2 separate regions of the Rattus norvegicus genome follow, and region 2 is linked to region 1. The links are chromatin contacts, called in public Hi-C maps. All regions are on one chromosome and are shown on one strand. Each heading gives the region's core, a stretch centred on a gene start, on an enhancer-like site or on the middle of the called end of the contact. The rest is flanking DNA. Distances are from core to core; before and after follow the strand shown. Region 1 has its middle 160 kb from the start of Bcas1. Region 2 overlaps Bcas1 (brain enriched myelin associated protein 1).

What was found. A called contact is a pair of places that touch in the nucleus more often than the background predicts.
Region 2: a contact with region 1 is called in a Hi-C map of psoas muscle, with 2.3 times the contacts expected there. The contact joins two enhancer-like sites. A contact is called at or near these places in 3 of 12 Hi-C or Micro-C datasets (the Rat2 cell line, Schwann cells and psoas muscle).

What each region holds. Positions count from the first base shown.
Region 1 is chr3:179,476,749-179,483,120 of GRCr8, forward strand. No RefSeq gene overlaps it. Among named protein-coding and RNA genes, the nearest start is that of Bcas1, 160 kb to the right of the region's middle. Within about 2 kb of position 3,298, at least 17 of the 93 cell types and tissues checked have an H3K27ac peak or open chromatin away from gene starts, as enhancers often do.
Region 2 is chr3:179,550,871-179,557,493 of GRCr8, forward strand. It overlaps Bcas1 (brain enriched myelin associated protein 1), which reads right to left. Exons shown (of 13, transcript NM_001415675.1): 13 at 3,884-5,020. The coding sequence ends at 4,946. It also overlaps the pseudogene Rps23-ps5. Among named protein-coding and RNA genes, the nearest start is that of Bcas1, 84 kb to the right of the region's middle. Within about 2 kb of position 2,536, at least 8 of the 93 cell types and tissues checked have an H3K27ac peak or open chromatin away from gene starts, as enhancers often do.

The DNA of each region.
Region 1 (6,372 bases), core at 2,048-4,547:
CCGTTTCCTCGAGGGGGCGGAAACTATGTCCCAGTGAAGTGCATCCAGTCTGTTCTCAATTCTGTGGCTCCGTCCCATCTTGCTAACACCCTAACCAGTTAAATCAGTGAGATTTAAGCGCCTGGTCTTTGTCTCAACACATCAGAAAAGCCGGAAAAACGTCTGAGCAAATTGTGGAGCCCAGTTGTAGGAGAAGGGCGGAAGGCAGCCCAGAAACAAATGACCTAATCCGGTGTCAGATGCAGAGGCTTAATGACTCCTGTCTGAAGAGAGACTTCCAGGCCAGGTTCCTTCCTAAGCAAGCAGGAGAAAATTGGCCTTTTGATCTAAGGCAGTTGAGGGAAAATTTCTGTTTTCGCCTCTAGTAGTAAACACGCTTTGATTCTGATTAGATTTGTAATGGACTAAAGCCTCTCTTTGGTGTTTCCAGTTACAGATACCAAGTTTCTAGTTGTAGAGACAGGCTTTTTGGGGGGTGGGGTGGGGTGGGGGACAGACATTATTGTCATTGCTTCCTTGGATAGGTTTTTACTGTCTTGTTTTAGTTCTAAACCTTGCTGCAGGGGGGCTAAGAATCACCTGTTAGAATGCTTACTTAGCAGGCAGAGGCCCTGAGCTCAGTCCCCAGAACCTCAGGAGTGGTAGGCCCTACTGTCCTGCCAGGACTTGGGAGGTACAGGCAGGAGGCTCAGAAGTTCAAGTCTACCCTCAGCTTTGAAGTAAATCCAAGGCAAGCCAGGGCTACAGGAGACTCTGTCTCAAAACAAAACCAAAAACAAACAAAACAAAAAAACATTGCTACAGGAGACACATACATTGTAGAAGCCTGAAAACATCTCTAGGGACCCTACATTCTCACCAGAAGCTTTTGTGTGCATTCTGGAAAATTCCAGCGTTTATGAAGTTGGAGACTCCACGCTGATATTTATCAGGATTCAGATTTGAATCATACACACAGCACAGGAAAAAAAAGGGGAGGGGAGTTGATTTTTATTATGTGTTTGGAGAGGAGTCTCAGTGTTTACAGTCTGGGAACAGGATCCCAGCAGAAACCTTTCTGTTGTTAGGGAGGGCCAACATTCCCGGGTCCACCCACTCACGTAGAGACAGCCTTGGCTTTGGAGTGGAAATAACACTCTTCTTTTTACCAAATAGGACCTGGGAGATCTGCCCAGCTGCCCGTTTCTACAGCTGGAAATAACCAAAACCAGTGGCTGGGATCAGCTTTCTGCCCGCTGATCTGCCTCAGAATCTCCCGTCCCTTTCCGTTGGGCTACAAGGACTTCCGTCTTTCTGGATGAAACGCTGGCACCACCTTGGAGGTGGAAAGTCGGTTGCTGAGTTCTTTGGGGTTTTCTTTACTGGTTTTGTTCTGAGAATGGGGCAGATCTTACATCTGCAGGCTTTTGTAGACCCACGTGTCATGAGAACGTTTGAAAGGGGACATATATCGGAGTGTGTGGACTGGGGCAGACCCGGTGGGTAGATCTCATTTAGCTTTCCTCCCAACGCGTTTTCAAGTCACATATGTTGACCACACGTAGCGAGCAGGATTGGTTATTCCAAGCTTTGACCTTTACAGGCACCGGCCAGGGGATAATAACCAGAGTGGTTCTTCAAGGTTATCGGAGAACTCCGACCACACCCCATTTTCAAAGCCTAACATACAAGCGAGCGGGACAGATTTCTCCTGATTGCCTTAGATGTCGTCTCCCCAAATACTTCATCTAAGTGAATCGCTGCTCACGGACCGACTGGGAAGCCAATGGCTACTCTTTTATTTTTGAGTCACTAAGATAAGTTGGGGGGCTGGGGATTTAGCTCAGTGGTAGAGCGCTTACCTAGGAAGCACAAGGCCCTGGGTTCGGTCCCCAGCTCCGAAAAAAAAAAACCAAAAAAAAAAAAAAAAAAAAAAAAAAGATAAGTTGGAAACAAGTTTCGGAAACTCAGCATGGGCTGGGGAGATGGCTCCGTGGGTAAACTGCTTGATGCACAAATGTGAAGTCCTGAGTTTGATTCCCGAGAACCCATGTAAAAAGCCAGGTTTGGTGACCTGCGTCTATAATCCCAGAGCTGAGAGGGCAGAGGCAAGGGAGTGTTCCGAGGGCTTGTGCCAGCTGCCTCATTTATTTAGGAGCTCTGGGTTGGGCAGTGGTGGCCACACCTTTAATCCCAGGCAGGAGAATGTCTTCCAGCTGGAGGCCAGCTTGGTCTACACAGCCAGTTCCAAGACAGTCAGGACTACATTGAAAGACTCTGTCTAAAAAGAAACTAACCAAATAATAAACGATCACCCTTCCCCCAAACCATAACAAGGCATGTGGCTCAGTCATCAAAAGCCTTTAGCTGCTCTGGTTGGAGACCCAAGTTTAGTTCCTAGCACTAATGTGTGGTAAACACGTGCTACTCCATCTCCCAGAGGTGCCTGCACACGTGTGGACACACCCCACTCATAGACACACATGAATAATTAGGAAAATAATAATAAAAAACATTTAAAAGCTTTTCGAGACAGGGTTCTTCCATGCATGCAGCCATGGCTGTCCTGGAACTCGCTTTGTAGGCCAGGCTGGCCTCGAACTCATCTAGATCCACCTTCTGCTTCTGGAGTGCTGGGTCTAAAAGGAGTGCACCACGGCACCCAGCTATAAATCTTAAAAAACGAAACAAAACAAAACAACAACATCCAAAGTGGACAGTTCCTGATGTCCTCTGACCTCTGAACACTTCTATACATACACATGTGTATGAACCCACAGGAACATGTTCCACACAGGACCATGTTCATACTTATACACACAACGTTCAAACAGACGACAAGAAAGCAGACGTTCTTTGACCTTCTTTTGTGAGGGGTGAAAAGGAGGCAGAACAGACTAGGGACGGGAGCTAAGTGCTTCGGGTCCGTAAAGCCACAAATCTGGGGATGAAGAAAAGCGGAGCAGTATTTTCTCAGTGGCAGGAACAGTGTTGATTCTCAGCGGCTGGCTTGTCTGCTCTGTATCAAGGCTTGGTGTGTGGGGTGCGGTGTCAGCACATGTGATCTTTGCCATGACCAGGGTTCTCTCGGTGAAAACACCCCAAGGATTTATTTTATTGGATTTGAACCCAGTAAATGCAGCCTTTGAGCCCTGCACAAAATCTCATTGTTCCAATACCAAACAAACCCAGAGTTCACTGTCAAGCTTGCCAGAGGGCAGGGGACCCGCGGCACCTGTAGGCGACAGGCTCTTCTAATAAACACTCTCAGGTGCTGTGCACCAGGCAGTCTGAGGGCTTCCTCGCGATCAAAGGTCGAGGGCTTTTTACAGTTTCAGCGGCCCTGCTGCTTCACGCTGTTTGCTTTCATTTCCCCGGGGCGGCACTGTCTAATCAGGGCTTAAGTTCTTACTGCGCTTCATGCAGGAGCTCAAGTTCCCCACGCCCGCCCGCAGTCGTCACACCCCCACAGAGGAGCTTTACAGAGGATCTCCACACTACGTAAACGGGATTTCCACGACCGCAGGTTTACTCTGTGAATACAGGAAGTACCGCGGTGTTGAATTTGACCTCGATGGACGCAGGGGGGATTGTGCCGTATCAATGCTGTCGCCAGAGCTGGGGGTTCACTTTATCAGAATTAAATAAAAACGTGCGACGTGGGGCTGGAGAGATGGCTCAGTGGTTACGAGCACGGACTGCTCTTCCAGAGGTCCTGAGTTCAAATCCCAGCAACCACACGGTGGCTCGCAAGCATCTGTAGCCTTCTTCTGGTGCATCTGAAGATGTGCATTAAATAAATATATCTTTAAAAAAAAAAAAAAAAGAGTACAGGGGTTGGGGATTTAGCTCAGTGGTAGAGCGCTTGCCTAGCAAGGGCAAGGCCCTGGGTTCGGTCCCCAGCTCCGAAAAAAAAGAAAAAAGAAAAAAAAAAAAAAGAGTACAATGTGGCCGTAAATAGCGACAGAGGAAGGACAATCTATTTGTTTAGTCTCTACACTTGTGCTTCAAATGCATTATTCTCCGGGTCATTTACAGGGAAAAAAAAAACTATTCCCGGCTTCTAAGTCTAGAGGAATCTCATAGAGGCAGACACAAGATATTTCCACCACTTAATAAAAGACTTATCTTAATGCGTATGTGTCTGTGAGGGTGTGTGCACATGAATGCAGACGCCTTCGGAGTCCGGAAAAGGGTGTTGACACCCTGCAGTTGAAGTTACAGTCGCTTGCCAGCCTTTGGGTGTGGGTGCTGGGAGCGGACTCTGAGTACTCCGCAAGACCAGGAAGTGTTGGTCCAGGTAAGCCCTGGTCCATCTCCCTGCCCCCACTTACAGCGAGCGGTTTCTCCATCCCGTACTACAGATGAGAGTGCCGGAGAAGACTGACCGTGAGCTTTTCTGATAACACCATCATCTATTACGGATTTCTCAAACATTACGTCCACAGAAAGGTTTTTAAAGAAATACTTCCAGATCCCAACCAGTTCTCTCCACGCTATGAGCTTCTGTAGGTTGGTGTCGTTTAAGCAGGGGAAGGCAGGTACAGGATAGAACGAGGCCTGTCATTGGACGAGAAGGAAGGATGGGCGGGAGAAAAGTTTTGGAGAGGCAGAGGGGGCCAGAGGGGGGGGGGGGAGGAGGAGGAGGAGGAGGAAGAAGAGGAAGAAGAGGAGAGAACATGGCGGCAGTGTTAAGATTTCTCTCTGCCCATTTACAGGTTGTTATGACTATTCTTAAGGGATGGATATAGACAGGATTTTGGGCTGTCTAGATGGGCAAACTATATCTTATCTAGGTGGGTGGTTTGTATCCTTATCAATTGGTTGTGAGTTTATTGTGTGAATGTATTGTGGATTGAGAATTTAACATGTAAATCTGATTGTTGGGTTACAGTTTGTTGAGTCCTGATTTTACAGGGTGGCTGGAACCAGAGAGTCCGCAGAGAGCCGCCGGGAGAGACACTAATCTGAGATGAATTAGTGCTAGTTCCAGTGGCACATGTGTGCTAACATTTCAACTTGCCAAGGAAGATGTATGCATGAGTCCAACAGTGGTACAACTGTTATGGGGGTAGCTGACTGATTTCTGACTGGATTTGGAGTCTGCTCAACAGAAGCCGATTTCGAATCTGTTACTACACTCTACTCTTAAAACCTTCGGTTGAGAAGATCATAGACCCAGTGATCTGCCAGTTTATTCCGATAAGTGGATATTGTGTCGGTTTGAATAAGAATGAGCCACACAGGTTCATATATTTGAGTACTTAGTCCCCAGGGAGTGGCACTACTTAAGAAGAACTAGAAAGATTAGGGGGTGTGGATCTGTTGAAGGAATGTGTTACTGGGGATGGGCTTCGGGGTTTCAAAAGCCCACGCCAAGCCCAGCGTTTCTGCAGACCAGGATGCAGACCTCTTAGCTCCTCCTCCACCATCGTGTCCGCCTGCAGGCTGCCACGCTGATGACGATGGACTGAAGCTCTGAAACTGTGGGCCAGCCCCGATTAAACGCGTTCTTTTACAACAGTTGCCTTGGCCATGGTGTCTCTTCAGAACCCTGCAACAGTGACTAAGACAGTCATGTGGTTGAATTGCCTTCGAAATGCTTATGTTTATACCCACAGACCTGGGATGCTCTCCTACCTCAGCCAGAGCAGCTCGTTCACACAGCAGGCAGCAGACATGGAGAGAGGAATTGCTTCAAAGTTCAGAGAATAAGGAAGTGAGCGCTCAGCCCTAAACAAAGCCATCTACATTGACTGTGCCTGCACCAAAGCTCAGGGGACATCGTGGAAGAGAGGGTGGGAATGCCAGGGTCGTCGTACTCATGAGCTCACAGCACTTAGGGCTACCTGCATAGGACCTATGCAAGATCACAGGAGGCAAAATTCCAGCATCGATACAGTGGATGGCTCCCAGCCCCACACCATACTGAAGAGCCATTGGTGGGGAGCTGCTGGGGGACGCAGAGGCACTCTTTCTGGAGGAAGTGTGTCCGTCGCTGTTTTCCCATGCTCAGTGGACAGCTACATACCATATGAGTCGCACAATTAGGAGGGTTATCGAAAAAAATGCATGAAGTCCGAAGGGGCCGTTGGAGGAGAGAGGGAGGGAATTAGGAGAGGTATATGTGATCACATTTCGTTTTATAGATGCACGCAGTTCTCAGAAATAATAAAAAGGCAAAAACCTACTCTGAGTTATATACAAAAATTAATTTCTATTTTATTTTAATGATTTATCTATTTTCATTTATATGAGCACCCTGTAGCTGTCTTCAGACACATCAGAAGAGGGCATCGGATCCCATTAAAGAAAGGAGACCGGGCATGTAAAACGGAGTACAGACAAATTGCTTATCCATACTCCCACCCTTCCGTCCGACTCCCAACCCTG
Region 2 (6,623 bases), core at 1,286-3,785, 73 kb after region 1:
GTAGGGAGCTGGTGCAGGTTGCGGAGCATGATACAAGCAGTCAAGGTTGCTTGAATACTTTGCAATCGCACATTTTCCCTAGAGCTTCTTCTTACAAGGTGGGGGACAGATAGGAACAGAAATCCCATCTGGGTCCTCTTTGGAGGGTTGTGGGGATCGTAGACAGCAACTGGCCTGCCCGGTTTCTCTCAAGCCTTCCCGTGTTCTCTTGGCGAAACTTGACAGTATTCTAGAAGTTAATCAACAGACAGGCTCTTGGTTCAATTTCCTGGGTAGGCCAAAGCCGCTTGGTCAGCCTGCAGAACCCAGTTCCTGGGCGCCCCCATATGGTCGGATTATATAAAAGGCGCTTGAATGACATTTGTCACTCTCAAGACGTGAGATCCTTCAAAGGCAATAGTTGCCAGCTGGGGCCATTTTGTCAGGAAGCACCTATTTGGAAATCTGAAACTAATGCATACAGATTCCTGCCAATCAGCTCCTAAGGAAGTGTAAGGAAGCACTTAAATTCAGTGCAGGGGGCGGGGGACGAAGCGTGGAGGGGGCGGGGGACACAGCTGTAAATTGGATAATGCATCAGGAAGGCTGTGCGTGAGATCCTGTCAGGCAGCGTGACCTCTATCCTGGTTTCTGTTAAATCATGTGGTTCGCTTCTGCCTGGCAAGTTAGAGGCCCCAGGGTTTAGAGGAGTGAGAGGTAGCATTATGGGTGGCCATACAGAAGCAAGGAAAAAAAAAAGTCCAACCCGGGAGAAGCGCTCCCTGGCTAGTGTCTGCCTACATTAAAGACTCAATCAATAATCAATGTTTGTTTGGAAGTTGCTTGCTGTCATTTTTTCCCCCTTGTTGCTAACAGGCGGTCATTTTCAGGGGACTCACTTTCCATAGAGTAAACACAGTCCTGACCAGGGACAAACACGGACTCTACACACTGTGCCAAACAGCTTACTTAGGGCTCTGAAGAGGACATAGAGAGTGGTTAAAACCGAGCCCCGCCAGCAGCCCATCCCTAATCTCGGGGTTTGCACCGTGGGAAAGTGGGTAACTGCTGCCCCTTCCCTCTCCTTCCTCCCAGGTAGGTGGGTAGGAGGGATTTTCTCTCCCACTTGTGCTAATGACCATGCTGAAGCCCCTCCACCCTGCAGTGCTGGAAATGGAACACAGGCCTCGTTTGTGCTGGGTCGGTACTGTACCTCTGAGTTACATCTCAAGCTCTGGTTTATAGCTTCAGGCCAAAGACTAGCCTGGGGCTATGGGACAGAAGAGACCACACCTGCATATCCTGGATGGGGGCACCTAGACTTCTTTTGGATCTTTGAGGGGAGCCAGAGGGGTACGGCTTCTTAAATCTAATGAGACCCCTACTGCCCTGTGGGGGCTGTTAGACTGTCCCCCCAGTGTATCTGGACTGTTTACATGATGCTTGGAGGTAGGGATTGGAGGGGGAGGGGGAGAGGAGAGACGAGAGGAAGGTAGGGGGAGAGAGAGAGAAATATACCTGTGTTTAACGAGCTACAAGCTACAAACAAAACCAGTATTCTCTCTGGCTTTCTCTTTCCCCTCCCAGCTTTTGGCAGCTCTCAGGGTTTGTGGCTCATTCCCCAGAGGATGAATCCAGGAGTGGCCTCAGGCTGCTGGGAACAACTGCTCCTTTGAGTGAATTCTCTTATGGATATGAGGCAAACAGTTTCTGTCACCAGGAACTGGAAGGCATCCTTGGGAATGTGCATGCATGTGTGTGCACATGAGTGTGTGTGGGGTGTGTGTGTGTGTGTGTGTGTGTGTGTGTGTATGTGTGTGTAACTTGCACGCACAATGCCGGACATTTCGTCTCACTAGCTCCATTCTTGGAAAAGACACGTCTTCTTGGCAAGGGAGAGGAGACACTTCCCTGAGCACCTACAAATAAATCAGCGAATCGTTAAAGACTCATGGTGACAATCGGGCACCTTTGTCCCTCTCCTCCCGCACGTCTTAATTTGAATTTCTTTGGGGACAGTATTCCAGAATGTTTTGCTGCCTGTCAGGTTTGCTCCTCACTCGACCTGCCAGAGGTTGGTTGGGCTCTGTGGGGCCCAGCTTTCAGCCCCTAACCCCTCTGACTCCCGTGGACTTTCTGTGCGGATTTGGGGAGTGTCTTGCTGGGGCAGTTAGTGAAGGCGGCATCAGAGACAGGATTGCGACTGAAAACACACAACTTTCGCACGAAAGCGCAAAACTTGCTTCTTAAAACTACAGCTGGGTTTAGGGTCCCTGCAATGAATCATTGAGTTTGTGGCTTAAATTTCCTGGCCTCAACAAAAACAAAAGCAAAACCACAATTTTGTTAAGCGCACCCACTTTTTTTGCCCAGGAGGGGTTAGGACCAGGAATAAAAGCCCGGGAGGGGCTTTGCAGGGCTTCTCTCAGAGAGCCCCTCCCCCACCCCAACCTGTGTTTGCCTTCCGGAAGCGGGAGGGTGTTATTGCCTGGTGGCCCGAGTCAGTCACTCCCCACTGCTTCTGCACCTCCCTATCCTGCCTGGAAACTTCTCTCATCTCAGCCGAAGGAGCTGGTGCCCTGTAAGGTGAAACTGGCCAACTTCCTCTACACACCGCGCTGGCCCAGAGGCTGGCAAAAGGTCACAGCAGGCGTCGCCCCCAGGGCTTTGCAGACAAAGGAACTGTCAGCAGGCTGGTCTCATTGGTGGCGACTTGGTGGGACTGGGTAGTGTGGCCACTTCTTCTAGTTTTCCCAAGGTGCTTTTAACACTCCACCCCCAATCTTTCCAGCAAAACCTTCTAGCACGGAATGACACGGAGCGGAGCACGGGACATGGGGGCTCTGAACCCAGCAAGGAACACACAGTGATTTCCAAATCAGGTCCTGAGGACCCAGGAAGCAAGTTTAGCTTAAAGGAAGCCACTTCTGGTCTGTATTTGAACCCTAGAATGCAGTCAGCGAGCTGGCAGGCAGGCCACATGGCTATACCGCCTTTCTTCCTCCACATGTGGGGGCTTACAGACATGGCTGTGCTGTGGCTACATTACCAATTTCCCAATCTGTTCTAGGTGTGGCTCCTGTGCTCTCATCCGTGCTAGGACAAGATATTCAATAAACATTTCTGACCCCTGTGATAGTTCTCATGTGGGGGGAGGGGGAGAGAGAGAGAGAGAGAGAGAGAGAGAGAGAGAGAGAGAGAGAGAGAGAGAGAGAGAATGAATATTTACCAGTCTGGCAAGAATGAAAGAATGAATATATTCTGAAGGAACGCATGCAATCTTCTTTGACTATCCTACTATTGAAACAACCAACCCCGAGAAGTTAAAATTTCCCCAGGAGTCTGCAAGAGGAGAAGGAGAAAGCTGAAGCCCTGGGTGGGTGGAGTGGGGGAGGGGTGCCGGAGGAGGTGTTTGTTTACTGGAGCAAGGTTTACAGCTCGTAAGGAGAGACGTGAAGCTGAGGTAGAGGTGGGCAGAGAACCTCACCTGGGCTTCCTGCTTTCTATTTGAAGGACCTTGAAGATGGACTGTGGGAGGTGGGAGAGACTCTTGGATCTCTTTCTCCCTCTTCCCAGTGTGGCCGCATTGAGTCATCTGTATTTTGTTTTGTTTTTTTAATCATTAATTTGGCTCTTTTAATGGACTTATGAAGGGACTGGTGGCCAAACCTCGTTTGCTGGGACAGAGGCTGTGAATTTAAGTTCAGGCGTAGGTGTACACCTATCTGTCCTTGTCTCTATGAGAACGTAGTAAGTATGAAGGTTCGTGTACACGGAGTTGCGTGTGAAGGTGTATTGAATGTGTGTGGGCATCCGTAATGGACACTGATTTTCAGCTGCTTAGAAAGACACAACCCTTGCAGAGAGAGTCAGCGAGCTGCATTTGAAGTTTAGAGTCAAAAGCTTTTCTAAAATTCATTTTTTTTTATTAAATTGGAAAAAGAAAGGTACGATACAAAGGATTATCAGTCAATCAAACGCTGCTTTGCGATTCCGTCTTAATGGACTCACGGTCCAACTCTGTTCTCTGTACAAGAATTAAAAAAAAAAAACACCTCAAGTATTTGCATAATCTGTCAATTTTTATTAACTGGGTTAGGGGAGGGTTTTTATCAGAGCACATTATGAAAACATTAGGATATTACAGACAGGCGTGAGATAAGCGTCAGACGGAACAGATGAAGCAAGTCCCTCAGCCATCTGAGAAACATTAATAACGAAATATTACAGAAACAAATCTTTGTTAGGGGTACCGGATGCAAAGGGGAAAGCGGAGGTCTTGGCGCCCCCTTGTGTCGCAAAACGAACCTGCAACTTTCATTTTGCCGTTTTTTTTTTCTTTTGAAGTTGGTAATTCATGCCCTTGTCCCTGTGCCTCAGAAGTAATTGTTCCCCCAAATCACTGTGAGCCCTCCTCAGCGAATCACTTCCCCATCACCGATAACTTTCAAGGACCCTATTTGAAAACCAATTCTTTTATAGCCCACACATTCTATTCCAAAAGTTGGCAGGTGCCCAACGTAGAGCCTGCCCTGAGTCCTCCTTCCCCCAAATGTGAAATGAACTAAGCCAGTCTTCCCTTCCCCTCTTCAGGTTCAGAGCGTACAGCAACACTGGCTACAGAGCCGGATATTCTTTTTCTCCTAAGCACTTTTCTTCTGCACCTTACTGGATACCTGCCATTTTTTTTCATAACTTAACACAAATGCCTTTATCTACTTACTTCCTCCCACCCTGGCACTCACCTGCTCCCCTAGATCAACTGGTTAACCTGCTAACCCATTTATACACTTATATGCCAGGAAAGACTGGACCAGAGTCATAAATAATACACCTTGATCTACAACAATTCAGGCAGAATTTCATTGGCTGGCCAGAAGAAAAAAAAAATATATATATATACACGGTGTGGGTCTAGACAGGAGATGGAGTGGGAGGAGAACCTGGTGGGAGCTAGGTGATTTGTTTACTTGGATTTTCCAACTGGTCCGATGGATACGGGGTCCGTTTGCACTTGAGCATCCAACATCCGCTTTGGTCCCTGGAGGAAAACACAAAGCAGCCAGTATGAGACCAACAACAGCAAAGGGTACCTAATACATACTTATTCTGGCTAGGTCGTCCTGTGCGACGTGAACACGCTGTGTTCATGGATGGATGTCTAGCTTCGATGCCTAGTGACATTGCTTCCCAGGTTTGTGAAATCTTAGACACGCTACGATTTGATTTTAAAATGGGGATGCTCAAACCCATCTCGTAGGGGAGCTCCCAGATAAAGTGTGCTCACACTGTGACACACGTAGAGCAGTCCTGGGTTGGGAGGGGACGACTTGCTATTCTTTTTTTTTTTCTGGATATGAAAATTTATTATTCTGTTTCCATTGTCAAAAATTTATGATCTTGGTCTTTCCTTCTTGCCTTTGTACAGAGCCAAAAGAGACACAGTGGCTACTTTAACCACCTTAAAGCAGACTCCAGGAATATATCACCCACGGCATGGCCTTTGTGACCAAATCCAGCAACCAGAACTTCATCGTTTTCCTCAATGAAGTTCAAGCAACCGTCATTGGGCACGAAGGCTGTGATCTTCTTGCCGTTCTTAATGAGCTGCACCCTGACACACTTCTGGATGGCAGAATTTGGCTGTTTGGCTTCAACCCCTACTTTTTCCAGCACAATTCCCTTTGCGTGAGAGGCACCCCCAAACGGATTGGCCTTCAGGGCTGTGCCCAAGTGGGCTTTCTTGTACTGTTTATCATGCCGCTTCTGGTCCCGTCGGTGACTGCGGAGCTTCTGGGCAGTACGGAGACCACGACACTTATCCATCTTGCCGGCGCCACGGGCCGGAGAGAAAGAGCGACTTGCTATTCTAATTCATTCTCCACCCCTAGTTACTGTCAAGTAGCTCCTTCTTCCCGTGCCTGACAAGATGGCGCCCTGGTTTGTTCCCCAGCGCTATCTGAAGTGACCTTACTCTCTTTGATCTGGCATCCTCCTCCTCTGTGGGCTTAGTCTGCTGCCTCCTCATGGGCCATGCGAGTGTCTGGCGTGTGGAGGTGGCACCTTGCTATTATCTCAGTGCGGCAGGTGGATGCACGCTGTTGTGACTGTACTATTGTAGTCTTGCCCTTTCTGTTAAGTGTGACTCAGACATAGTCAAACTCGTCCTTCCTGCGTACAAGTTCTACGAGCTCAGACTCTTACAAATGGTCGTGTTAGCACCACCTCAGTCAAAAGATGTACCTCCCTTGTCTCTCCCCATCTCCCAACTGTCAGACCCACTTACGAACCCTCATGGCGTACATTTTTCTATTCTACAGCTTTGCTTTCTCTAGGATCCTCTGTGTGTTTATTTTCCAGGTAGCATCTCACTGGGTAGCCTCGGCTGTCCTGGGACTCGCTGTTTAGCCCAGGTTGGCCCTGTTCTCACAGCAACCCTCTGGAGAGTTAGGATTGTAAGCCTGCACCACTATGCTGAGATTTTCCAGGATTTCATACCAAGGACTAATAGAATCCCTGTCACAGGGAGTAAGAAAACCCCTGGCCTTTGAACACAAGATCTTTCCTGTCACACGTGGGTTGAGATTCATACATATCACATAGATCAGAGACACTGTTGCCGGTGCCTCTTTTTTTTGCAGCCT